Regions from separate parts of the Mus musculus genome. Here regions 1, 2 and 4 are each linked to region 3. Evidence: chromatin contacts called from public ChIA-PET and HiChIP or PLAC-seq data. All regions are on one chromosome and are shown on one strand. Each heading gives the region's core, a stretch centred on a gene start, on an enhancer-like site or on the middle of the called end of the contact. The rest is flanking DNA. Distances are from core to core; before and after follow the strand shown.

Region 1 (6,453 bases), core at 3,646-6,145, 330 kb after region 3:
AGTTGTGAGCCACTGTGTGGGTACTGGGAATTGAACTCAGGACCTCTGGAAGAGCAGCCAGTGCTTTTAACCACTGAGCCATCTCTCCAGCTCCTACTTTTTACCAATTGTAAGGTTTATTTTGTGTCTTTATAGTCTTCTATTTTTCAGATTGCTTTTTCTTTTAGTACTGGGCATAGAACTTAAGGCTCCCTATTATGCTAGGGAAGTTCTGACACTGAGCTACATCCCTCTATACATTTTTGAAATGACATCTTTTGATTAGCATTTGGGAGGCTGCCATAAGCACCCAGGCCAGCCTGTGCAGTGAGTTCGAGGGGAAAATACAGTTCTCAAGGAAAACTCAGTGGGCTTCAAAATTTAGAGAAAAAACAAACACTGGAATAACCCTAACCCCACAGTCTTTGTTTTGGTTTGAATATTGGGGTGACTTTCACTGTAGCTACAGATGATCTTGAACTCCTGCTTCCGCCTCCCAAGTGCTGGATTACGGGAGGCCTGAGCTACCATATCCAGCTACAAGTTTCCCTAAAACACAGCTAATAAGCTTTAAAATGAGGTAAAATGATGACTTTGAGTTCAAGTTGGATTACACACTGAGACTTTGTATAAGAGAGACCAGGTGTGGTGGGCAGCACAGCCTTTAAACACACCTCCTGCCAAGCAGAGACAAGGCTAGCTCGGAATCTGAGGCCAGCCTGGTCTACACAGTGCCAGAAAACCGAGGTGGAAAGCAACTCAGCGTGGTGTGGTAGTGCCAGGCTTTAGACCCAGCATTGGTTCCCGAGCAGACAGGGCCACACAGTAGGACTCCAGGAGACACTGTACTGAGGACTTCTCTTTGTAAAACTCCTTTCATGCTCAGCATGGTAGAGCACCTCAGAAACCTCCAAGCTGACCTAGGATTGAGTTTAAGATTCACCTGGCTGGGCAGTGGTGGCACACGCCTTTAATCCCAGCAGGGAGAGGCAGAGGCAGGTGGATTTCTGAGTCCAAGGCCAGCCTGGTCTGCAGAGTGAGTTCCAGGACAGCCAAGATTATACAGAGAAACCCTGTCTCAAAAAAACAAAAAAAAAGTCTCACCAGGACTAGACTCTGTCTCAAAACCCAAAGGTCTGATAAACTCAGGATTCATCTACCTCCACCTCCCACAAATAGTTATATGGGTGCCACTATACCTTGAAAATTTGTGATCTCTGAGACAGGACTATATATTCATTAACTTAAATGTTTCCCAAGCCCACATTTCATTTTTTTAGGTTTTGTATGAATACACTGTAGCTCTCTTCAAACACACCAGAAGAGAGCATCAGATTCAGTTATAGATGGTTTAAGATGGTTGTGAGCCACCATGTGGTTGCTGGGATTTGAACTCAGGATCTCTAGAGCAGTCAGTGCTCTTACCCACTGAGCCATCTCTCCAGACCTGAGACAGGCATGGCTTTGAGTATTGGAGGGACAATAGCTGCCATGCTCCAAATCCCAATGTTCCTCTTCCTCAGACACCCACCTAGGAAACCTGAACACTCAACCCTCCACTTTCCTAACCTTGTCCTTTTCCTGCAGACCCAGCCCCACAGCTGGATGTGACTGAAGCCAACAAAGAGTTCATGGAGCAGAGCGAGGAACTGTACGATGCTCTGATGGACTGTCACTGGCAGCCCCTGGACACTGTATCCTCAGAGATCCCAGCTATGATGTAGCCAGGACGTGAAGGCAGAGGCCTAGAATAATGACCTTTTTCTATTGTGAAGCTTCTATCTTTTTGAATGTGATTTATAATGTTTTAATAAATTACTGTTTCCTTGAATTGGGCTTCTTCAACTGTATTGAAAGTCATGGTGGGCAGTGGTGGCACAAGCTTTTAATACCAGCATTTGGGAGGCAGAGGCAGGCAGATTTCTGAGATGTCTCAAAAAACCAAACCAAAAAAAAAAAAGAAAGAAAAAGGGCTGGAGAGATAGCATAGGTTTATCTTCTAGAGACCAGCTTGGTCTCCAGAGTGAGTTCCAGGACAGCCAGGACTACACAGAGAAAGCCTGCCTTGGGAAAACCAAAAAAAAAAAAAAAAAAAAAAAAAAGCCATAGAAGTTACTTTACAAGCAGATGAGTCACATGACATTTTTTTAAGTACCCTAGCAGTTCTAGCCTGTCAATGCTAAGCAACTAGTGGCTTTAATTAGAATGCCCACCATAGGTTAACAGGCCTTAACAGCTTCCCGTGCCTGCCTGATCCTGGTGTGCTCATCAAAAAAAAAAAACTCCAACCCCAGAATACCTAATGGTTGGCCAATGGTAGGACATGGCAGCCCTAGAACTCACAATGCAGCAGACCAAGCTGCCACTTAAAATTCAGTTACAGAGGGCTGGTGAGATGGCTCAGTGGGTAAGAGCACCCGACTGCTCTAGAGATCCTGAGTCAAATCCCAGCAACCACATGGTGGCTCACAACCATCTGTAACAAGATCTGACTCCCTCTTCTGGAGTGTCTGAAGACAGCTATAGTGTACTTACATATAATAAATAAATAAATAAATAAAAAAGAGGACACTTTCCAAAAGTCTTTATTGAACCAACTGCATGTTAATTGACAAAGTATTTCACTTTCCCAAAATGAGGTTTCTCAATGTAGGCCAGGCTGGCCTTAATCTGACTGCAGCTCCGATTCCAATGGCTGCCTGGCAATGTACAAGCCAAAAACTTCTGCTAGCTTCCAGGAGATCCTCTTGTGGAATTTTTCTGAAAAGGAAGTGCAAGTCTATGTTAGTTCCACCTTCAGGCTCATTCCCCAACTCAGGCTTTCCTAAGAACTGGTCTCAGTCCCATATCCGCATTTCTCATCCATAGATGTCCACTGATAATGGGTTTCATCATGGACCAGTGTCTGTACTCATGCAATGTTCAATTGACAAATACCAGCCAACATGGCACACATCTTTGCCCCAGATGTGAACAGCTAACTAGTTCAGACATAAATTATGGAGGTGGCTTATAGATGGCTAGCCACTATGCAAACCTGAATTTCTGCTATACTACTTAGGAAAAGGGTTAACAATCCTTAAGCTTACCCAACAAGTGTAGACCAAATCATATATAATGGCTGCTTCACTGGTTACATGGCCCTTAAAAAAAAAAAACCATGAAAGTAAGCCATTACTCAGCAATACTGATCAGTTCTCAAGTTTTCCCACTTCAAAGCCCAGGCATGTCTGAGTCTGGCCTGCTGCTCTACAGCAGACTGCATCGCTGTGAGGCCAGCTTCAGGGTGCTCTTCCTCCTTAACGACCACCAAGACCAGCGTCAAGATCCGATGGGAAAGGGAAACCGGAGGGTCAGGCTGTCTTAGCCAGCAATTACCTTAGTGTTAGGAGCCTGACAGGCCGTCTTCTCAGACTCTTCCAAGAAATAAGCTCAAGTGTAACCTGCAGAAGAAACATTTGTTGTAAATACCACAGAACAATAGCCTCACAGGTAGAGGGCGCTCAACTTGAGGCCTGATATACATATATAGGAAAGATGAGTGGCAGCTGCAGGCACTGTGCTGACCTGAGCTGTCAAAGTCTCTCCATTACTCTGGCATGCAGTTGGAGATCCCATGGCTACAGGCAGCCACAGCCCTTGGAAACATGCCTCAGGTCTCCCCGGGTAGTGCAACTAAACGGAGCTTACCAGACCCTTCTGCTGTATCGTTGTCCATTATCTTCTGGTCTCCCTCCTCACAATCTTCATCAACAGCTAAGATGAATGGCAACAGAATTAGCCACAATAATCTTGTTCCATATTCCCAGTCATTACCTTATAGGGACTGTGACAGTGACCAAGGCATTGTTTATTTACCAATAGATGATCAATACAGGCCTGAATTGTAAATCAGATTGAGCTCACTCACCGGTCTACCTCCTATCCCCTCCCACCCCCCCCAGGAATAAAAGCCTAAAGATTGCTACATACTCCAGAGAAATAGTAAGGTGAAGCTGTCATTTTCCACAATGTTGCAGATCAGTTACAGGAAACAGAACTGCGACCGTCAAGGAAAATTCTTTCTCTGGGCCACCTTTTTGACCACAGCAGCTATGTAGAAGCTGCTGCAGCTTCGATAAGGGCCACAGACAGCGATAGCAATTGCTAGACCTCAAACCCACAAGCCACATGCCTCACCACTGCCTACTAGAGAGACGCCTGAAAAGGCAATCCTGTGGGCTCCGATGGCTCCTAGTTCAATACGTGAAGCTTTAGACATTGGGATAGGTTCCTGACTATAACCCAAAGCAGTCTCAAATTAATGACCCTACCGCCTACAAACGCTTTTTAACGCGCTGTGGACATCAGGTTTAGCTGAATAAAATGGCGGCTTTTTGCAATCAGAAAGCGAGAAAGCCGAGGTTGTATAATCCTTGCCCAACTCTGTAGGGCCCATTATCCTGACTTTTTTTTTTTTAAGGCTTTAATACTATGGTTGACATAGCGATCGCCTAGCACGTGGTAGGACCCAAATTCCACCCAACATAGGAGCGAGGTTAATCACAAAAAGGTCGCTCGGAGGTAATGGTCACAGGCCCTTCCATTGGCGTCATCCTAATAAGGTTACTGCACCCAAGCACGTAATCCAGTAAAGGCACAAATGCTCTTACCAGATCCCGTCACCCCCAAGCCTACAACACTCACGGGTCAAAAGGCGTGGGGCCCTGAGTTATCACTGCGCATGTGGCCATAACCCGTGCTTCCTTGGACCAGACGGAAAAATCCGGTCCCTTCCCGGCAGGCTCGGTATCTCACGAATCATCCGGAGAGGCGGACGGAGCTGGTGGGCTGGGAAGATGGGGGGCGGGCAACGTTGGGTAGAAGTACAAGGCGCCATAACGAAAACAGACAGGGACCGCGGATGAAGCGAGAAAGGACTGAGAACGGCCTGCACCAGGATTATATACTCTCGCGCCCTCTACTGAGTCTGCGTCATCCACCTGACGCACGGCGCCTCTGGGAAATGTAGTTCTTAGCAAAGCCGGGTTCCTGCTCCTTGTCTGGCCCTGATAGTGGTTTCGACCCAGGCCAGAGCGCTCAACTCAAATCTCTGACCAACTGCCATCACTATGGATTAAGTTCCCGGGCGACTTTGAATTACACCGATCTTAGAAAGGGTTTTCCACATTTGGATGTGCTTAATAAAGAGATTTTGCAAATTAAAAAAAGAGAAGAAAAAAAAAAATGGAGTTTTCCCCCGGAGCATCCCGGGATGGCCTAGAGGGTAACAGCATGCTGGCAGATCTTCTTAAAGAATGACCCTCAGAAGCCAGGCGTGGGGGCGCACGCATTTAATCCCAACACTCGGGAGGCAGAGGCAGGCAGATTTCTGAGTTCGAGGCCAGCCTGTTCTACAAAGTGAGGTCCAGGACAGCCAGGGCTACCCAGAGAAACCCTGTCTCAAAAAACCAAAATTTTGTTCTTCTTTTTTTCTTTTCTTTTCAAAGATTTATTTATTTATTTGATGTATATATGAGTACACTGTCACTGTCTTCAGACACACCAGAAGAGGGCATTAGATCCAATTACAGGTGGTTATGAGCCACCATGTGGTTGCTGGGATTTGAACTCAGGACCTTTGGAAAAGCAGCCAGTGCTCTTAACTGCTGAGCCATCTCTCCAGCCCACCTTTTTTTTTTTTTTTTCTATTTTATTTTCTTTGATAGGGGAATATAGTTTATTTGGCTTATAATTCCAGATTGCAGTCCTTCATGACAGGAAAGTCACGGTCGGGGGTCCGGGGGGATGGCTAGCAGGTTGTATCACGTCTACAGTTTAAAGTAGAGAGGTGACATTTTCTTTTCTTTTTTTGTTTTGTTTTGGTTTGGTTTTGGTTTTACAACACAGGGTTTCTCTGTAGAGCTCTAGCTGTCCTGGAACTCACTTTGTAGGCCAGGCTGGCCTCAAACTCAGAAATCCTCCTGCCTCTGCCTCCCGGGTGCTGGGATTAAAGCCATGCACCACCACACCCGGTAACATTTTCTTTTTTTTTTTATTTTTTGTTTTTATTTTACACAGCATCTCACTAGTTTGTCCAGGCAGACCTCAGCCTCTCAAGTAGCTGGAATTACAAGCATCCTTCCAGGTCCAATTTCTTTCCTTCCCCAATGTTAGGAAGGGTGTCACTGGACTTACCACATGCTGCTCCCAAGCTATTCCCCTTAGCTCCTACATACACCTGAAAAAATAGGTTTCCAGGCAGGAGAGATGGCTCAGCAGTTAAGAGCACTGACTGCTCTTACAAAGGTCCTGAGTTCAGTTCCCAGCAACCACATGGTGCCTCACAACCATCTGCAATGTGTCTAAAGACAACTACAATGTACTCATAAAATAAATAAATAAATAAATAAATAAATAAATAAATCTTTTTTTTTTTTTTTAATTTAAGAAAAAATAGGTTTCAGGCTGGAGAGGTGCCTCAGAGGTTAAAAG
Region 2 (6,451 bases), core at 1,249-3,748, 310 kb after region 3:
TAAGGAAAGTAACAGTGGCTGAGAAAATAGTTTTGAATTTTTTTTAATTGTATAATATTTTGGAGGGGAGATTAAAATCTTGTAACACTTTAATAAACTTAGAGTTTTGTAAATGGGCTTTGTTTTTATGCGTGTCCATGGAGTTGCTTTGTTGTCTTTAAAGGAACACCTGCTTATGAGCCTGCCTTTGTTAGGGTTATGGCTGATACATCCAATCCAAAGTCTGGAGAAGGCAAGAGGTGTTTGAGATAGTTGTGCAGTAGAAGCCACTGCAGTTGCTTCATGGTTATGAGACGGGGTAGCTTGTTAAGTAGGCTCTCAGCATAGCCCACTGACAACCTGGTCTTCCTGCCTCAGCCTCGTGAGTGCTGAAATCAAGGCCTGGCTTTGGAGTAGAATTTTTAAATCCTAAACCAGAGGTTTTTTCTTTTGTCCCTGTCTGGTCTAGAACTCAAAAATCTAGCTGCATCTGCTTCCTGAGTTTTTGTCTTGTTTTGTTTTTGATTTAAGTTATGTAACTACCACACCTGGCCCAAATTCCAGTTTTTTGGTTTTTGGTTTTTCAAGATAGGGTTTCTCTGTGTAGCCTTGGCTGTCCTGGAACTCACTTTGTAGGCCAGGCTGGCCTCGAACTCAGAAATCCGCCTGCCCCTTCCTCCCGAGTGCTGGGATTAAAGGCATGCACCCCCATGCCCGGCCTCCAGTTTTTAAGTAGAGCACATTATTAGAAGTTCTTACTGATTTGCCTGCATTTTCGACCACTGGCGTATTTAAGCCTTTTCCTTGGGGGTTGTGTGGCACATCTATTCACCCCAGGTAGGGAGCCCAAAACACATGAAATTACAGATCCCAACAAAGTCTCATTTGGTGAACCAGTGAACTTACTGGGGATTACTTACTGGGGCAGAGGTGACACAACTTACCCAGCATGGGTGACAGCTCACTGTACAGCTTAGGAAGTCAGAGTTCCCTTTCTAAGTGACCCTGGTTTAGAATTCAGGCAGCTTAGCTGCTTTCTGCTTCCAGGCAGCTGGTCAGTCTTTACAGCTTCTCTGAGTCATGTCTTTGCAGCTCAGCCTCTAGGTCTGAGAGGGACTCTGCTTTTATTGCTTACTCTGGGGGGTGGGGGGTAGGGGTCCTGATTGGTCCGTTTCAGAGGCTTCTTTTGAGTTGTAGCCTTCCCTGCAGGGTGGAGAGATGGCTCTGATCTGATTAATAGCACTAGTTGCACTTGGAGAGGACCCAGGTTCAATTCTCAGCACCCACATGGTGCTACACAACGATACTAACTCCAATCCCATGGGACCCAAAGCATTCTGTAGTCTCTGAAAAACTTTTTTTTTTTTTTTTTACATTTGTGTGTACATGTGTGTTTGTCAGGTTCAGTGCAATGCACTTTTACCTGCTGAGCCATCTCACCAGTGCCTTAGCATCATTCATACAGTAACAGAAGGGAACAGGAAATTTATACTCATAGTTGGCCTCTGGTTTTCAGACTTGAGTTCTTGGCTTGGGGAACTTTCTAAGTTAAAGGACTTAGGATGAACTTGGTTGTCAGAACCAATCTGAACGCACAGGACCTTCCCACTCTGCTAAGTTGGCTACCAACTGGATGTTGAAGCATGGATACAACCACCTTAGGAGCTCTCAAAAACCAAGTTTACTGAGGGTTCTGTAAAGGTCCGTCTGTGCTTTGTGGTAAAGTCTTGGTGAATTGGATTAGAATAATAAACGGGGAAGGAGCCAGGGTTGGTGTCCTTCACTTGTAAAACTAGCACTTAGGAAGCTGAAGCAAGATTGCCAAGAGTTTACAGCCAGCCTAGATTATATAGCTTGTACCAGGGACCAACATGAAAACTTGTCTCAAGGCAAAAAAAAAAAAAAAAAAAAAAAAGTGTGGGGCTGGAGCCAAAGCTCAGCCGTTAAGGAAGGAATGCTTTGAGAAGACTGGCGTTCATTAAACAAACAGGCAGAAGCAAGTAGATCTCTGACTAGAGACAGACTTAAACAGGTCAACAAGGATTACAGAGACCATGCCGACGCCGACTCTCCCCACCCCCAACTACACACAAAACGATGGACTTTGAGTGTACCATCAAGAACCGTCCTTTAGTTCTCTCCACCTCAGGGCTTTAAGAAAATGAAGAATCCCACTACATCTTCCAAAAAGTCCTCGCTGGGATGCAGGGCAAGAGGACCACTGTGCGGCCGCGGCTCCTCCACAGTCCCTCGGAAGCTTATCCTCCGCGCTCCCAGAGGGGTTTCGGTCACTAGCTGTCCTTCCGTTCTTATGCTTGGTATTCCCTACAGAGAGCAAACCTTAACTCAATAATTATAGACGCATTTGCGCGGTTTTATTAAAGAGCGGGGCAGTCCGCCCACAGAGACCCTCTTCAGAGCCGGTGCCAGCTAGGCCTACTGTGCCCCAGCCGAGGCCACGCCCCTATCCCGTGGAGCCACTCCCTAGCCCGTAGAAGCAACGCCCCCTGGGGGGGCCGGAAGCGGCGGACAGGTCGGAGGAAAACCCGGATCGCTCTGGCCGCCGAGGCAGCGTGTGCGCAGGAGGTGCTGCAGGCTTAGGCTCCGGGCGGGCCGGGTCGCGCAGACTGGCGCGGTTGCGCGCCACAGGCCCTCAGGGTCCCCGCCCGGGTGCGGGATGGCGGCCAGCCTATGGATGGGAGACGTGAGTCAGGGTCGCCCCTGCTCTGAGGGGAACAAGAGGGTCTCGAGTCGTAGGGGGAGGAAGGGCCTGAGAGCAGAGGGCCTTCGGATCCCAGAAGGGTGGCCGTGAACAGGAAGGGTTTTGGTGACAGCGGGAAGCTAGATGGGGTGTGGTGGCCAATGCCTTACTCCCTGCACTTGGCGAGGCAGGAAGATCGTCACCAGTTCGAGACTCCATAGTGAGTTCTAGGCCAGCTTGGGCTTCGTAGCGAGACCTATTCACCCAGTCTTTGAAAGTGGAGTCTGGGCATCAGAATGAAGATTCCTCAGATGCTGACTCTATGGGGTAGAGGGTCTGGAATCCCCCTTTCCAGTTTGGAAAGATTTGGAGTGGGATGATTTGGGCGGATGGAGTGGGAGGAACCCCAAGAATTGTTATTAGGACTGGAAGCACAGGGAGTTCTATAAAGGGGAGCTATTTTATTTGTTTTTGTTTTTTCTTTTGTTGTTTTTGAGATGGGGTCCTTCACATAGTTCTGTCTGTCCTGGAACTCGTTATGTAGACTCACAGACTCCACCTACCATTGCCTCCCTAGTGCTGGGATTAACGGTGTGTGCCACGCCTCCCAGCAAGGGGAGCGATTTGAAGTAAAGGAGTTGGTTGGGACCGTTCCCCATTGCGTGGTAGGAAGCTTGGCTCTCTAGTGCTGTAGAGGGGGGTCCTGGACAGAGTGGGAGGGGCTCCACCCCTTACAGGGCTCCGGGTCATGGGCCTGAGCCTCTCCTCTCTGCTCTGGTTTTTATGCAGCTGGAACCCTACATGGATGAGAACTTCATCTCTAGAGCCTTTGCCACCATGGGGGAGACCGTGATGAGCGTCAAAATTATCCGAAACCGCCTCACTGGGTACACCTCCCTTTTCATCTTTCCGTTCAGTTCTCGATTAATAGAGCCTGCTGCCACTGTTATTCAAGGGAATAAATATGGCGGGAGTAAGAGCTTCTCGCCATCCCTAGCAGTAGTGAAAGAACCACAGAGGGTGGCTTACAGAGCAGAAGCGTTGAGTATTTCAGGTGTTGAGTATCCCAGTGATTCAGGGCAGGATGCTGGAACCTATTTTTGAAAACTGTTGTGTGATCTTTGCTAAGTTACTGTGTGTTTCATTTAGCTTTAGTTTATTTTGCTCTACGCTGAAACAAAGTCTTCCTGTAGTAATGTAGGCTGTAATGACAACCCTGCCGCTGCCTCCCAAGTGCCACAACCACAAGGTGTGCCAGCAATCCTGGCTCTTTTGTTTGTTTGTTAAATATTTATTTTATACACTGTCACTTTCTTTACATACATCAGAAGAGAGCATCAGATCCCATTACAGATGGTTGTGAGCCACCATGTGGTTGCTGGGAATTGAACTCAGGACCTCTAGAAGAGCAGTCTTAACCACTGAGCCATCTCTACAGCCCCTCTTGATTTTTGTTGTTGCTGTTGTTGTTTTTATTTATTTTTACATTTGATTATGTTTGTTTATTATGTATGTGGGGAGCAGGGTATGCAAGAGTGCAGTGCCTATGGAGGCCAGTGGTGTCAGATTCTGTGATATTCCCTTCGGTGGTTGCTGGATACCAAACTGAGGTCCCTTGGAAGAGCAGTACAAAACTCATAACTGCTGAACCATATCTCTTTTATATAGTTTTGAGTATATGTGACCTCACACACAATCCTCTCCCTCTCCCCCCTTTTTTTTCTTGCCAAGAAATTAGGAGCATTCAGAAGTACAAGGTTTGGGGATGGACAGTGAGGTGACCCAGCAGGTACAAACACTTGCCTCGTAAGCCTGTTGACCTGAGTTGGAGACCTTGGATCCATGATAACATTGCATAGAATTCTCAAATAGTTGCTGGGTTGTAGTGCATGCATGTCTTTCACCCCAGTATTGGGAGGCCACAACAAGCCAGAGCTAACATAGTGAGACCCTGCCTCAAAAAAGCAAAGATTTAGCCGGGCGTGGTGGCGCACACCTTTAATCCCAGCACTTGGGAGGCAGAGGCAGGTGGATTTCTGAGTTCGAGGCCAGCCTGGTCTACAAAGTGAGTTCCAGGACAGCCAGGGCAATACAGAGAAACCCTGTCTCGGAAAACAAAACAAAACAAAAAAAAAAGCAAAGACTTCTCAAATAATATAGATATTAAAGAATTTTAGGATCTGGACGTGGTAGGACATGCCTTTAATCCCAGCACTCTGGAGGCAGCAGTTGAGGTAGGTAGATCTCTGTGAGTTCAAAGCCAACGCAGCCTACATACTGAGTTCTGGGACTGCCAGGAATCCAGAGTGAGGACCTGTCTCAAACAAATAGTGTAGAAGACAGGGTCTCATTTTCAGGACTGGCATTGAACTGGAGGCAGTCCTCTAGCCTCAGCTTCTAAACTTGAGAATCTAAAGTGTTCTGACTACAGGCAGGTGCCATCATCCTGAATTCCAGACTTATAACGTACAAAGCCAACCTTTTGCTTTTCCCGTGACACCCCCCTGCCCCTTAAAACTGAACAAAGAATCAGTGGCCTTTTGTATACTAGGCAGGTGCCCTAATATGGACTGTTAATTTTTGTTTTGTTTGGCTTTTCAAGACAGGGGTTCTTTGTGTAGCCCTGGCCGTCCTGAAATTGGTCTGTGACCAGGCTGGCCTGGAATTTACAGAAATCCACCTGCCTCTGACTCTTGAGTGCTGGGATCAAAGGTTGCGCCACCACTGCCCAGCTTAATGTAGCCTTTGAGTAAAAGTCAGCACCTTCTTGATTAATTTATTCTGGCATTTTCTCTGGGACGACTCTTGATTTCTAGTAAGCTAGACAAAGGGTCTGAAGGGTCGGGTGGGTCACATTAAGGGTTTTTGGCAGTATTTCATCACAGGTAATGTGACATATACATAATTGGTTATTAAATCAGTCAGGGACTGGCCAGATTGACTGTTCTTGTACTTAAAGTTATTTCTGATTTGGAATATAGAGTGAAATAAAAATAGTTTGGTTCTATCAGAAAAAAAAAAAAAAACCCACAGTTTTGAAAACCATTTTTTTCAAGCTGGGTTGTGGGGCACACGCCTTTGGTTCCAGCACTTAGAAGGCAGGGGCAGGTGGATCCCTGTGAGTTTAAAGCCAGCCTGGTCTACAGAGTGAGTTATAGGACAACTAGAGCTATATAGTAAGATCCTGTTTTAACAGAAAAGGAGAGAGAGAGAGAGAGAAAAACAAAGAAAGAAAGAATCCATTTTTTTCCTCTCCTCAGGCCGAGATGTACCTGGGCATCCTTATCGCTCTTTCTCTGCTTGCTTCCAGAATCCCAGCTGGCTACTGCTTTGTGGAATTCGCAGATTTGGCCACAGCCGAGAAGTGTTTGCATAAAATTAATGGGAAACCCCTTCCGGGAGCCACTCCTGTAAGGACACTTGGACGATGCTGGCCTTGCCGTTTTGGTTGTCTTTAATTACTACCACGTAGTGAATTGCCCTGGACACACAGCTTTTCATTTAATCCTGTAGCCCTGCAGCATAGGTACTGTTAGCTTTGATCGACAGGACCCAGGAGCTCAGGGAGCTGCAGTGATTGCTGAAGGCAATGCAGGCAGTAAGTGGCAGGGCCAGGACTCAGACAGAAGACCGCTCGCCTCCAAAACCCAGGCCCTTTCCAGTCTTCAGCACTGCCTTTATGACAGAAGACTCAGAAACCGGGCTGGGATGTAGCTCAATGGCAGAGTGTTTGCCTAGCATGTCCAAGGCCCTGAGTTCAATCCCCAGCCA
Region 3 (6,471 bases), core at 624-3,123:
GTATATAAAGAAACAAAACAAAACAAAAAACCCAACCCTGCCCACCCCAAAACTATCAAACACAGTGGAACAGACCTGTAATCCCAGAGTCTAGAAGGCCAGAGGATCACGAGTTCAATGCCATCTCCAAACTACATAGCAAATCCCAAAAGTTCCAGGTAACAGCCTAGGGTCAAAACACACCACAAAAACAGAGGGAAGGAGAGGAAGACGGTAGTGGAGGGGTGGAAAGGAACATAAAGTTCAGAAATGAAAAAAAGTTGTGCACCAACTATATATGTAAAAAAAGAAATATTCGTCAAACCTCGAGGTAAAGAAGTCAACGGAGCAGCTACGATTACTGGGGTTGTTGCTGGGAAATGAGGAGGTCAGGCTGAACAAAGGCTCCTCTTCCCAGTTTGTGTAGGTGCAGGGGAGGACAGATAAATGTTCATAGGGGCTTCCCTGGCCAGGTTAATCCTGAAAGCCAACCAGAAGGGTCTTTCTCTGTGGCATCTAGGACTAACATGGCCAAGCTCCAAAGTCCTTTGCTAAAAATAGGTGAAGGGAGTGGCCCAATTTTGGAATATGGCAGTCTATGTTCTATTCTCTTATGTGTATATGAGGGAGAACTGTGCCAAGAGGAACCAATAATAAACGCGGTTATTTGTTCTGTACATATTTAATTATTAATACTGAATTTTAGACTGATCACGCACAAAATGACGAAAAGAAAATGATGGTTGCAATGATATGCTACAAACACCCCAAAAACCGGAAGGGAGGAAAAAAAAAGAATTATCCAAATTTGTACCTCTAGATATACCTTAGATCACAAAATTTGAGAAACAGGACATTAACCATTATAAAGTCTAACCCTTTTCACATTATAGATGATTTTAAACCTCCAGAAAATGTAAGATAAGATGTCTTAAATTTTAAAATGCTAAGATCATGATTTCTAAACCATGGTAGCAACACTAGAGAAAAAGAAGTTAAAAAGAACGTTCTAAGAAACAATGTCTGGCTTATAAGGAAAATGATATTACATTGGTGAATCTTGGCAGAAAACAGCAACACCACACCACATCACAGTCGTTTAAAAGTTTAGAAACCCGGAGTCCTCTAACTTTAAATCCATGCAGAGTGAAGAACATCCGCACTTTTGCCTCAGCTGTGCACATCCATTCTCGTGGGACAGAGGACTCAAAACAGACAGGACGAAGACCTGTCAATTCAGGAGATCTCACAAGCCCGCCAGCGAGTCCGCCACCTGTTCGCTGCTGCCCAGAGAGCCCAGCAAACTGAGGCAGTGCGAGGACCTGGGGACGCCTTTGTTGTTCTCTAACTGGGGAAGCGACCTCAAGTCTAACCTCGCGCCTCCAAGCTGGAGCAGTCGGCCAGGATCTGGACTCGGAGGAAGCCCTCTCGCTCTGAAAGGGCAGGCGCAACACTCTTGTCATCTACCAGTCCCTGGAGGGGGGAAGGGTCACAGGCGAGGAGGGCTGGGGGACAGAGCCGAACCCCAACGCTCCGGGTGGAAAAACAGTGGATCGGGAAGAAGTGCTGAGAGAAGGGGGAGGCAGAGACCCGGCGCCTAGGCGAGAAGGGGCGAGGCCAGAGCGACGCCCGGGAAAAGCTCGAGGGCAGACCGGCAGGCAGGGACGAGGGGGACGGTGACGGGACCCCCTACCCAGCACGACCAAGGAGGACCTCTTCAGCCGGGACCCCGAACGCTGCACCCGAGCCACCGCGCTCACACCCTGGCGGCGGCGGGGACTCACCAGACGGCTGCAGACACTGCCCAGCACGACATGGGACGATTACGGACCCACTCTGGAACCAACAGAGTGGCGGAAACCGCGGCGTTAGCGTGACCCGGATGCGCATCCCTAGCCACCGGAAGTAGATGCGGGACCGCCTAACAATCCACACCCCGTTCCGACAGAACCCAGAGGACCAGTCAATCGTCTCGGGGCGGGGCAAGGCTTAGGTCCCGCCCACCTCGCAGACCCAGTTGCGTGATTGACTCCCTGGATCTTACGCACGAGATGACTTTCCGAGGATGCTGGTGCTGCTAAATTGCCGCCGCCTTCGTGAAAAGTACTCCCGCCCTCCCCAAAACAAAGTCAGATCAGGCTGATCTCGAACTGGGGACCCTCCTCCTTCAGCCTAGGGCTTGTGCCTCCATGCCCAGCCACCGCTCTCATCTTTGAAAGTAAGTTCTAAAAAAAAAAAATGTGTGTGATTCCTACCGTAAAGGGACGACGAAGTTGAAAAATGTTGACTGCAATTGGTCGAGTTAGAAAGACTAGGAGAGGAAAAATGGATGGGAACTTTTGAAGACACTTGAAAGGCTAACTCAAAGTGAACATTTCTATCCGAAAATTTAGTTTATACCTAGTATTATATTACACTTGCAGCTGCCTTCATTTTGTGCAAATTGTTTTCAGGAACATTTTGTTGTTTTTGTTTTTGTTTTTGTTTTGGTGTGTGTGGGGGTGGTTTTTTGTTGTTGTTTTTCCAAGAAAAGTTTTTCTCTATGGACCTTGGCCTAGAATTCCCTCTAAAGATCAGACTGGGCTCGAAATCAAGAGATCCACCTTCTTAGCTCAGAAACATTTTTTAATGCTTCATTAATTCTAAAATACAACTCAAGTGTGGACGAGGAATGGAGTTGAAGACAGGCTTTGTATAGTTGTCAGTGTATTCAATTCCATTCATGTTTGAAGGGAAAGACCCTCAAGAAAAAAAGACCCAGGCTGGTGAGATGGCTCAGTGGGTAAGAGCACCGGACCGCTTTTCCGAAGGTCCAAAGTTCAAATCCCAGCAACCACATGGTGGCTCACAACCACCCGTAATGAGATCTGACTCCCTCTTCTGGAGTGTCTGAAGACAGCTACAGTGTACTTACATATAATAAATAAATAAATCTTTAAAAAAAAGAAAAAAAGACCCAGAATTACAAATATTAGATTAACCCACAAAGTTTAAAAAACAAAAACCTAGCTTTTCAATACAAATAAAAATAAAAGATTTTTATTAACTGCTTCTATTTCAACAATTTTCTAAGCAACTACTTTTTGGGGAGCGAGCATCTTAACTGCTCTTTCTCACACATCACACCTACTTAGCACAATCAGTAGATGCTGTCTTCAAAGTCTTTGCAGAATCGGACCATTTTCCACCTGTGTTGGTATGAACCACAGTCAGTATGTAATTCTGAGGGTCCCATTCATGTTTGCTACCCTATACTCAATACAGAAGAGAGCCTCCCGTGAAAGCCTTAATCAGATCGTGTGCTTCTTCCAATGGCTCTGTCTCAGTGTGAACACTAAAATCCTTACATCACCTACAGGACTCAGAAGACTTTACTCTTCGAGTAGAACTCTAACCTACTTTGTCCTACCTTCCTTCCACTTACAACAGACTGGCCTCTGCTGTTCTCCCAGCCTGCAGGCAGGCTCTGGTGCTGTCTGCTTTCTACTCCCTCTACCTAGAGTACTTTTCCCTGAGACAGCTCTTTCTTTCACCTTGTCACCCCCTTTACATCTTCGAATGAGCCTTCTCACTGAGACCGCCTCTGACGCCTCTGATGCTGTGCTAGAACAGGAGCGATTGTCTCCCTTGTACTTTCCTACCCCCTGATAATTGTTCTCATGACGTTTGTCCAATCAGTTTCTTGGGGGGTTGGCGTACGGTCTCCCCACCAGAATATAAGTTCTGCAAGGGCTTGGATTTGGGTTTGGAGGAGTGGTTGATTGGTTGGTTAGTTGGGATTTTGTTTTTTGGTTTTTTGGTTTTTTTTTTTTGGTTTGGTTTTTGTTTTGTGTTTTTGAGATAAGGTCTCTTGTGTCCCAACTAGATTTGTGGTTGAGAATGGATTTGAACTCCTGATTCCTCTGCTTTCTTCTCTCAGGTACTAGAATCACAGGTGTGAGTCTGTGCCCTACTGGCATGTTTTTTTTTTTTTTTTTTTTGGGGGGGTGTATTTTAGCAATGTTTAGCAATATGTTACTATGTAACATATGTTACATAGTAAACAGTCAATTCATGAAAGCATAGATTAATTGCTCATTGGTTTGTTTTTTGTTTGTTTTTTTTTTTTTTTGACTGACATGAACCACCAGCTCCACCAGAGGGAGCCCACAAACAATGTGATGTCCCCAGACACTCTTCCCAAAGTACACACTGGACATACACATCAATCCTATGCTTATTAGCAATTACAAAACAACGCTCTAGGGCCGACAGGATGCCTCAGCAGGTAAAGATACTTGCCTCCATACTCGGTGGCCTGGTTTCAATCCCTAAGACCCACATGGCGGGAGTAAATAACCAGTTTCTGCAAGCTGTTCTCCCTATCCCCTCTCCCCCATACAAGCTGTACTTAGACTCATACACATATACATGGGTAAATCGATAATGTAAAAAAAAGTCTGTTTTTGTAGTATATATATAGACATATGTACATATATGTATACAGTTTTACTATGTAGCCCTGGCTGTCCTGGAACTCTCTATGTAGACCAGGCTGGCTTCAAACTCACAAAGATCTGCCTGCCTCTGCCTCTCTACTGCTAAGATAAAAGACATTCCCCACCACTCCCAGTCTTTGGCATCTTTTAAGGAAAGAAATTCTTGCTCCTTACTGGTCTCATTTGACCAGTCTTTCCCAACTCTCTCTCAGTTTGCATGCCTAGCCTCCTCTCACATAGTGACCTCTAGCTGGAGCCATCTTGCTTTGTATTTGTTTGTGTGTTTTGAGGTCATGGTAGCACAAGCCTGTAATTCCAGTACTGCAGAGGCAGAGACAGGAGGACTGTTCCAAGTTGGAGGTCAGCCCAGTCTCAGTACTGAGACCTTGTCTCAAAAACAAACGTATAAAAACCCAAAAACTATAGGGCTTGACGTAGAGTCTTACAAGTACACACAGAAACTACAACTGAGTTCACTCTATAGATGAGGTATTGTATCAGGGAAGAATTAAGAGACTTGCTTGAGGTCACATGACTAGCAAACAACAAAACTGGGGATGGTGATGCATGCCTGTAATCCCAGCACTCAGGAGGTTGGGGCAGGAGGGTGGTGAGTTCAAAGCCAACCTGGACTACACAGCCAGGCCCTGCTTCAGCAACCCACAGAGCAGCAGTTGCCAGTGGAGCCTCTACCATGCAACCCATCCAAAGTGTTGCTTTTCCCTTTTCCACGTTTTTAGTCTTTTTCTTTCTTTTAGATAATTGCCTGTGTTCCCTGATGCTCTGTGCTTTCCTAGTCTTCTTGCTAAGCAACCCTCCCAGGGCCCAGCTCTCTGTCATGGCTGACCTCTGCACCTAACTCAAAAGGCACCTTTCTCTGCTCTGTCTCCCTCCTCCTTGGGGCTGCCAAGACTTACAGCTTGCCTGTCCTGTTGTGTTTCTCTTAAGATCCAAAAAAAAAAATTATTAAAAAATTACAGAAAAAAAAAAACAGTCAACAGGGACTTAAACTAGGTCAGGATGACTTCAGAGCCCAGGATCCTAGACTGCTGGGTCAAGCTTCTCTCCCACTCAGGAAGAGCAACAGGGGAGCCAAGTATGAAGGTTTGTATTTACTTACAAGTTTCTCAGTGATTTCATGCCTCTCTCCTCCTTCTCCTCCTCTTCTTCCTCTTCCTCTCCCTCCTCCTTCTCTCTCCCCTCCTTTTCTTCTTCTTCCGCCTCTTCCTCCTCCCTCTCCTCTCTGTTTTTTGAGTTTTGTTTTGAAACAGGGTTTGCTATATCTCTCTCTGTCCTGAAAGTCTTTCTGTCTTTGCTTCCGAATGGGAGACTCCAGGCATATACCACAGTACCCCTATTTAATATTATAGCCCATGGAAATGTTTTGTGAGTTATTGTTGTCCCCTGACTTATTACAGTATTTCTGAGGACAAACCTAAATGAATATACCAAAAATGCTGTTATGATTCCTTCAAGCTTAGTTGCAAACACTCACATATCTATATAATTTCCTTTTCTTTTTTTTTTAAATAGATTAGGACTAATTCACTCAAATTAACACAAAAGAAGGCTATTCTAAGGCCGAGCAGTGGTGGCACACGCCTTTAACCCTAGCACTTGGTAGGCAGAAGCAGGTGGATTTCTGAGTTCGAGGCCAGCCTGCTCTACAGAGTGAGTTCCAGGACAGCCAGAGCTACACTGAGAAACCCTGTCTCGAAAAACAAAACAAAACAAAACAAAACAAAAAAGGCTATTCTAGACAGATATTACGAAAAACAGCCAAGGTACAAATCAAAACACAAAACTAAATAAGACAAAACACTAAAGTAAGACTGACCTCTGAATTGAATTATTTCTAGTTTAGTTTTTTGGGGGGGGATTTTTTTTTTTTTTTTTGATTTTGAGACAGGGTTTCTCTGTATAGCCGTGGAACTCACTTTGTAGACCAGGCTGGCCTCAAACTCAGAAATCAGCCTGCCTCTGCCTCCTGAGCACTGGGATTAAAGGTGTGTGC
Region 4 (6,391 bases), core at 2,917-5,416, 380 kb after region 3:
AAAAAAAAAGAAGAAGAAGGAGGAGGAAGAGGAGGAGGAGGAGGAGGAAGAGGAGGAAGAGGGCAGGTAGACTGAAAAAGGAGTTCAAGTTTTCAAGTTTGGTTCTAAGGACCTGTGGGGCATTAGAAGACTGAATACTTAAAGCAGCAGGGCAGAGAGCAGGCCGACGACCAGGAGGCTCTGACTGCTAGAGCCTCAGGAGGAGACCAAGCCTAACTACAGAGAAGAGGGATGGGCTTCTCGTTTTGTTTAGTTTTTTGCTCCTTGAGACAACAACTCACAAGCTGGATTAGAACTCACTATGTAGGGCTAGGGAAATGGCTCAGTGGTTAGGAGCACTGGTTGTTCTTTCAGAAGGTTTCATTCCTGGCATCCATAGGGCAGCTCACAACTGTCTGCAATCCAAGCCCCAAGAGATCTAACACCCTCACCTAGACTACTATGTAGACAAAACACCAATGCACTAAAACTAAAAAACAAAAACAAACAAAAAAAACCCTCTCGGGGGCTGATGAGATGGCTTAGCAGTTAAGAGCACTGACTGCTCTTCTGGAGGTCCTGAGTTCAAATCCCAGCAACCACATGGTGGCTCACAACCACCCGTAATGAGATCTGAAGACAGCTACAGTATACTTACATATAATAAATAAATAAAATCTTAAAAAACAAACACACCCTCTCTATGTAGCTCAGGCTAGTCTCAAACTCATAACCCTGCTTGCTTCGCCCTACCCAGTGTTGGGAGTATAGAGGCATTTCAGATGTATTTGTAGGGACTGGAGAAGATCGTATGTCAAAACAAAAATCAGAGAGATACACTTAAAACATTCAAGTCTCAATCTTTCCTCCAAAGCTACTGCCTGAGGTCCCCTGGAGAGCCCGTCCTGGTATATGCATACACCATTATGTGCACACAGCCTCTCCCCAGTAGACGCCCCTTCAGAACAGTTGTCTCCTCCATTGGTCAACTTCCCTTTTCACTCAAACAAACAGAATCCTCCCCTGATCGAAATCGGCTAACCCCCGGAATGATGAAGGGTGAGACAAATCCAGACCTGGCAGCGAGCATCTCTATAACATTGTATTATATGTTTGGTTTGGGTTCCTAGAGAAAGAAGCTAGCACTTCACAGGTACTAGAAAATTCACCGTGTCTCAGGCTGACCTCGAACTTGTGATCTGTATGCCTCTCCCCAGTAGCAGAGGATGTAGGAACTGGGCTACCTGGCTGGGTCCAAGCAACTTTCTTTTTCTTTCCTTTGCTTTTTTTCTTTTCTTTCTTTTCTTTTCTTTTTTTTTTTTTCCGAGACAGGGTTTCTCTGTGTTGCCTTGGCTGTACTGGGACTTGCTGGCCTTGAACTCAGAGAGATCTGCCTGCCTCTGCCTCTCCAGGGCTTAACCATCACCTGACTGTGAAGTAAATTCCTAGTATGCACCAGACACTGGGTTTGATCCCAGTACCCTCAAACCAAATCAAAGCCCAAATATACTAACACCTCTTTAATTCCTAAGAAACAGCTTTTAGTGAGCTAAAAAAATAAAAAGTGTAATTCAGAATTGTGTATGTATAATAAATCATGAAGGTAAAGAAGGAGGAAAATTAATAGAAAAATATTGGCTGGGAATATGTCAGTTATAAGTAGAAATACATTCTGTGTTTTCCAACCCTTTGTGAGCATTTGGTAACAGGAGGAGTGATTAAGTGGGGGTGGGGTCTCTCATAGCACTTACCTCGGAAAGCCAGCAGTCATCTTATTACCTTGGTTTATTATTTGTTCCCTTCATTCAAGCAACATAATAAAGAAACACAATCACAGTTGTCGCTCCTCCTCGGTGCTTTCCCTACAAGCTCCATTCACTGCCATCCAGCTCCATTTAGTCCCCAGCCTCAGAGAGGACTCCACCCAGCAGGAACAGCTCTCCTGCTGAACCCAGTGGCTGACCTAGGCTTTCCCCTTCAGAGCTGTCGCAGTCTCCAGACATACTAGAAAAGGGCATTGGATGCCCATTACAGATGGTTGTGAGGCACCATGTGGTTGCTGGGAATTGAACTCAGGACCTCTGAAGAGCAGTCAGTGCTCTTAACCAATGAACCAACTCATCCAGCCCCTAAGATCTTATTTCTTATTTATAACTGTATGTGTGTTTGTTCGCGTGAATGCAGTATCACCGGAGGCCAGAACAGGAGTTGGATCCCCTAGAGATAAGAGTTACAGGCAATAATGAGTCAACCCACATGAGTGCTGGGAACCTGACTCAGATCCTTAGCAAGAACAGTACACACCTTACTTGCTGAGCCATCTCTCCAGCCCCCAATGTTTCTTTTCGTGCTTGCTCAGTTAAAATGCTCTCACATCCAAAAAAGAAAAAAAAGAAAAGCTGGGCGTGGTGTCGCACGCCTTTAATCCCAGCACTTGGGAGGCAGAGGCAGGTGGATTTCTGAGTTTGAGACCAGCGTGGTCTACAAAGTGAGTTCCAGGACAGCCAGGACTACAGAGAAACCCTGTCTCAAAAAACCAAAAAAAGGGCTAGAGAGATGGCTCAGTGGTTAAGGGCACTGACTGCTTTTCCAGAGGTCCTGAGTTCAATTCCCAGGAACCACATGGTGGCTCACAACCATCTGTAATGGGATCTGATGCCCTCTTCTGGTGTGTCTGAAGACAATGACAGTGTATTCACATATATGAAATAAATAAATAAATTCTTAAAAAACAAAACAAGGGCTGCAGAGATGGCTCAGCAGTTAAGAACACTGACTGCTCTTTCAAAGGTCCTGAGTTCAAATTCCAGCAACCACATGGTGGCTCACAAGCATCTGTAACAATATCTGATGCCCTCTTCTGGAGTGTCTGAAGACAACAGTGTACTTACATATAATAAATCTTAAAAAAAAAAAACCCGCTCTCACACACTTATATATCTTTTTTAAAAATCACATTTAGAGTGGTGGCATACTCCTTTAATCCCAGCACTTGGGAGGCAAAGGCAGGCGGATTTCTGAGTTCGAGACCAGCCTGGTCTACAAAGTGAATTCCAGGACAGCCAGGGCTACACAGAAAACCCTGTCTCAATTAAAAAAAAAAAAAAAAAAAAAATCACTATGTAGGTTCGAGTGGTGGAACTCAGGTGGTCAGGAGCCTGCACCCAACGTGCCATCTCTACACACACACACACACACAGCCCACAACCTGCCCTTTGGAAGCAAAGAAGACAGATACAACACAATGTCTATAGGAAGAAAGATGGGAAATAACCCTTGTGGGTCTTCTGCACGTGTTCTACCTACCGACCTACTTCCCTCCTCACACCCCTCATCTCTACGTTTGGCTTGCTTTTTTTTTTTGAGACAAGGTCTCATTATGTAGCCACAGCTGGCCTAGAACCCACTATGTAGACCAGGCTAGACAGGAATTGTGGAATTAAAAGCGTGTACCACCAGCACGTGCCGACGTTCCTGTTTAACTTTCAAAGATGAGAATGAAAGAGTAAGGTGGCTCTGAGGAATTTATAAACCAAAAGCATCTAACCCCAAGGCCTGACCACATTGCCTTAAAGCTTGTCAGTTACTATTCCCCGGCCTCAGAAACTTGCCCAAGTACTTTTCAAGTATCATTTCATTGTACATGAACGACATGTACCTTTCGGGAAATAGGTGGCTTAGAGTTGTCAAGTCACTGCACAGTTGTTGTACCGGTTCCAAGGAAGTTCAAATTTGAACTCCGAACCCGGACAAGCAGGAAAACCTGCGCAAAGAGCCATGGTTTGGACGCGGGAAGGGGTTACTATCTATGCTCAGCAGCATCTTTTCATTCCACATTGGTAACCTGAAATCCTGATAAATTGTAAGCGTCAATAAAGAGGATTTGGAGAAAGAAAAGCCCTAGTCCTCCACAAGAGTCAGGGCGAGATGACCTCTGCATCTAAACCTTATTCAGTCCCCTGGGGCCTCCCGCGACTTCTCCAACACTGCCTTTCTAGGACCGAAGGCCTAAGCTCTCAGGCTCCCCTAAATCGCTAGGCTGAGGGGGGAGGTGTATCCCCTGCGCGGCCCGCAATAAGGACGCGTCCCCTTTAAGGCGCCGGCTCGCCCGCCGCGGCGGCCGGAAGTGCTGGAGCCCGGCTTGGCGGCGGCGGTGGCGGCGGCCGCCGTGGCGGCTTTGTGCGCATGCTCCGTCGCCCGCCCGCCCTGGCCGCTCGCCGCCCGCCCGCCCGCCCGACGGAGACGGTGAGGAGGGGGAGGGGTGGGCGCGCGGCGCGGCGAGGGCTGGGGGCGGGGGGGGGCGGGCGCGGGGGCCGCGCGGCGGCCGGCGACGGCGACGGCGAGGGCGAGGGCGAGGGCGGGCGGGCGCGCAGGGGGCGGGGGGCTGCTGCCTCCGCGGGCGCCTCCCCACGCCCTGTGCGTGCCGCCGCCGCCGCCGGGGAGCGAGCGGACGTCGCGGCGCCGCGGGGGGGGTGGGGGGACGCTGCCGCTGGGTCCGCCCGAGCCGCCGGGCCGCCCCCAGCGTGGCCGGCCGGGCCTAGGCTCCGGGTCCTACGAACCCCGTACTGGGCGGGGGTTGGGGGGGTGGGGAAGGCTCGGCGCCCCCGGACCGAGGGGCCCGGAAGTCCTCGCGGAGGGGCCAGGGGAATCCCTCCCCACCCCAAAAATACGGGGTTTGGGAGCTTGGGCCTTGCGCGGAGGAGCTGGGTCAGGCCTGGGTCGGGCCGGGTCGGGGGAGAGGGCGGCGTGCTGGGGTGGGGGTGGGGTGCAGGGAATAGGGTCAAGCCTTCGCCCGAGGGGAGAGGCCTGGGCCACCAGACCTGGAGAGGAGGAGGAGGAGGAGGAGGAGGAGGAAGGTCCTTTGGAGGGCTTAGGAGAGGAGGCAGCGTCCTTCCCAAGATGAAGGGCAGTAAGAAGGAGAAGGGTCCCCGTGAGGGCTTCAGAGTGGAGGGCCTCCGGTGGCTAGGTGGAGAGTAGGGTGGTTTCCTGCGTCAGGAGACGAGGGAAGCCTAAGGTTATGGGGTTAGTGAGAAGGTACTTGCTGGGAAGAGGGTACCCCTTGCTTTCAGAAATGACAGGGAATTGGCCAGGTGTCCTCGGTTTGAGAGGCAAGAGAAATGTGGGCAGAATCTTACCCGAGGGTCTTGACCTGGCTGTCCAAGGAGCAAGGAAACCCTGAGCTCTCAAAATGCGACCTGTTACTGACTCTAGGAGAACCAGGAAGTAGGGGTTTTCTCCACATCTGTACACTCTTGCCATCTGCCCAGCCCCCTTTCCTTGGCTAGTATTATGGAACGTTTTCATAAGAGCTTGGGCCTAACGCTTCTAATTTTTCAACCATATAATAACTTGTTTTTCTTTTATACTTAAGTTCATTGAGTAGGTGTATTTGAGCTTTGTTGGGTTAGTTTGGGCCCTGTTTTGATTTCTTACACTCTTAGAGGGGTGACTTTTAAAAACGTATTCCTTGATTCCTTCAAACACCTATATAGGAGTCTCCATCCAATCTGTGATTTATATAGAACTTCACTTCCTCTGGATACTTCCTGCAGAGTGAAATGACCTTGGGTTCATTATATCTGAGTTCACTTTGGCTGAACAACCAAGTGCATACGGTGGACTTAGTGAGTTTTGTGCTTAAGTAATAAAGTTGCAAATTGGAGACTTGTTGTTGGTTTTGGCTATTTATTTGAGACTGGGTTTCTCTGTGTGGCTCTGGCTGTTTTGGAACTGGCCTCCAATTGTTTAGGTATTTGAGACAGGGTATCTCTGTAGTCCTTACTGGCCTTGCACTCAAGAGATTTACCTGCCTCTGCCTTACGAGCGCTGGGATTAAGGGCATATGCCATCATTGCCTGGCTTTTGTTTGTTTCTTTTTGAGATAAAGTCTCCTTTTAGTTTGGCTGGTGTCAAACTCAAAAGAGATTTCACCTGCCTCTGCCTCCAAAATATGCCAGGCTGCTCTGTATGTTAGTTATTTGACACCGGGGCTCACTATGTAGCCCTGGCTGGCTTTGAACTTATGGTAGTCTTGCCTCAGATGCCCAGGTTCGTGCTTGTAGATGGGAGATGATCATACCAAGCACGTGCTTGCTTTTCTTTTCTTTTCTTTCTTTTTATTTTCTTGGCATCTTTCTCTGTAGCTCTGGTTTGACTGGCACTTGCCGTGTAGACCAGACCGACTTTACACTTGCATATCTTTCTGCTTCTGCCTCTCCTGGGCTAAGATTTTAAATTTAGATTTATTACCTGGCACGGTGGCACACGCTGTTCTTCCTGTCCTCACTCACTTGTAAAGCAGCAGCAGGCAGATATCCTAGTCTGAGGCCAACTACATTGCATGTTCCAGCCTGTGTCTCAAAACAACAGCAAAAATGTATATGTTCCTGTCACTGTCTGTGTGTGTATATTG

The links. ChIA-PET counts read pairs in DNA pulled down with a chosen protein or histone mark. HiChIP or PLAC-seq counts read pairs in DNA pulled down with a chosen protein or histone mark.
Region 1: an RNA polymerase II ChIA-PET map of effector CD8 T cells shows a contact between it and region 3, with 18 read pairs. The contact joins the promoter of Snhg12 here to the promoter of Eya3 in region 3. A contact is called at or near these places in 1 of 484 Hi-C or Micro-C datasets (cortical neurons) and 3 of 115 datasets of contacts at active chromatin or transcription factors (bone marrow-derived macrophages, effector CD8 T cells and embryonic stem cells).
Region 2: a FOXA1 HiChIP or PLAC-seq map of pancreatic cancer cells shows a contact between it and region 3. The contact joins the promoter of Trnau1ap here to the promoter of Eya3 in region 3. A contact is called at or near these places in 1 of 39 promoter capture datasets (liver) and 2 of 115 datasets of contacts at active chromatin or transcription factors (bone marrow-derived macrophages and pancreatic cancer cells).
Region 4: a contact with region 3 is called in an H3K27ac HiChIP or PLAC-seq map of microglia, with 5 times the contacts expected there. The contact joins the promoter of Gmeb1 here to the promoter of Eya3 in region 3.

What each region holds. Positions count from the first base shown.
Region 1 is chr4:132,307,120-132,313,572 of GRCm38.p6, reverse strand. Snhg12 (small nucleolar RNA host gene 12) reads right to left here and starts at 4,895. Exons shown (of 5, transcript NR_029468.1): 1 at 4,666-4,895; 2 at 3,670-3,735; 3 at 3,358-3,422; 4 at 3,069-3,122; 5 at 2,549-2,739. It overlaps Snora16a (small nucleolar RNA, H/ACA box 16A), which reads right to left and starts at 4,108; the gene lies at 3,973-4,108. Trnau1ap (tRNA selenocysteine 1 associated protein 1) reads left to right here. Exons shown (of 9, transcript NM_027925.3): 9 at 1,567-1,810. The coding sequence ends at 1,703. Snora44 (small nucleolar RNA, H/ACA box 44) reads right to left here and starts at 3,620; the gene lies at 3,504-3,620. It also overlaps Snora61 and Snord99.
Region 2 is chr4:132,325,585-132,332,035 of GRCm38.p6, reverse strand. Trnau1ap (tRNA selenocysteine 1 associated protein 1) reads left to right here and starts at 2,498. Exons shown (of 9, transcript NM_027925.3): 1 at 2,498-2,683; 2 at 3,470-3,567; 3 at 5,991-6,090. The coding sequence starts at 2,657. It overlaps Rcc1 (regulator of chromosome condensation 1), which reads left to right. Exons shown (of 10, transcript NM_133878.3): 10 at 1-117.
Region 3 is chr4:132,634,448-132,640,918 of GRCm38.p6, reverse strand. It overlaps Eya3 (EYA transcriptional coactivator and phosphatase 3), which reads right to left and starts at 1,873. Exons shown (of 17, transcript NM_210071.2): 1 at 1,764-1,873.
Region 4 is chr4:132,259,324-132,265,714 of GRCm38.p6, reverse strand. It overlaps Gmeb1 (glucocorticoid modulatory element binding protein 1), which reads left to right and starts at 4,166. Exons shown (of 10, transcript NM_020273.2): 1 at 4,166-4,224. Gm28874 (a long non-coding RNA gene) reads right to left here. Exons shown (of 2, transcript XR_390809.4): 1 at 5,115-6,391.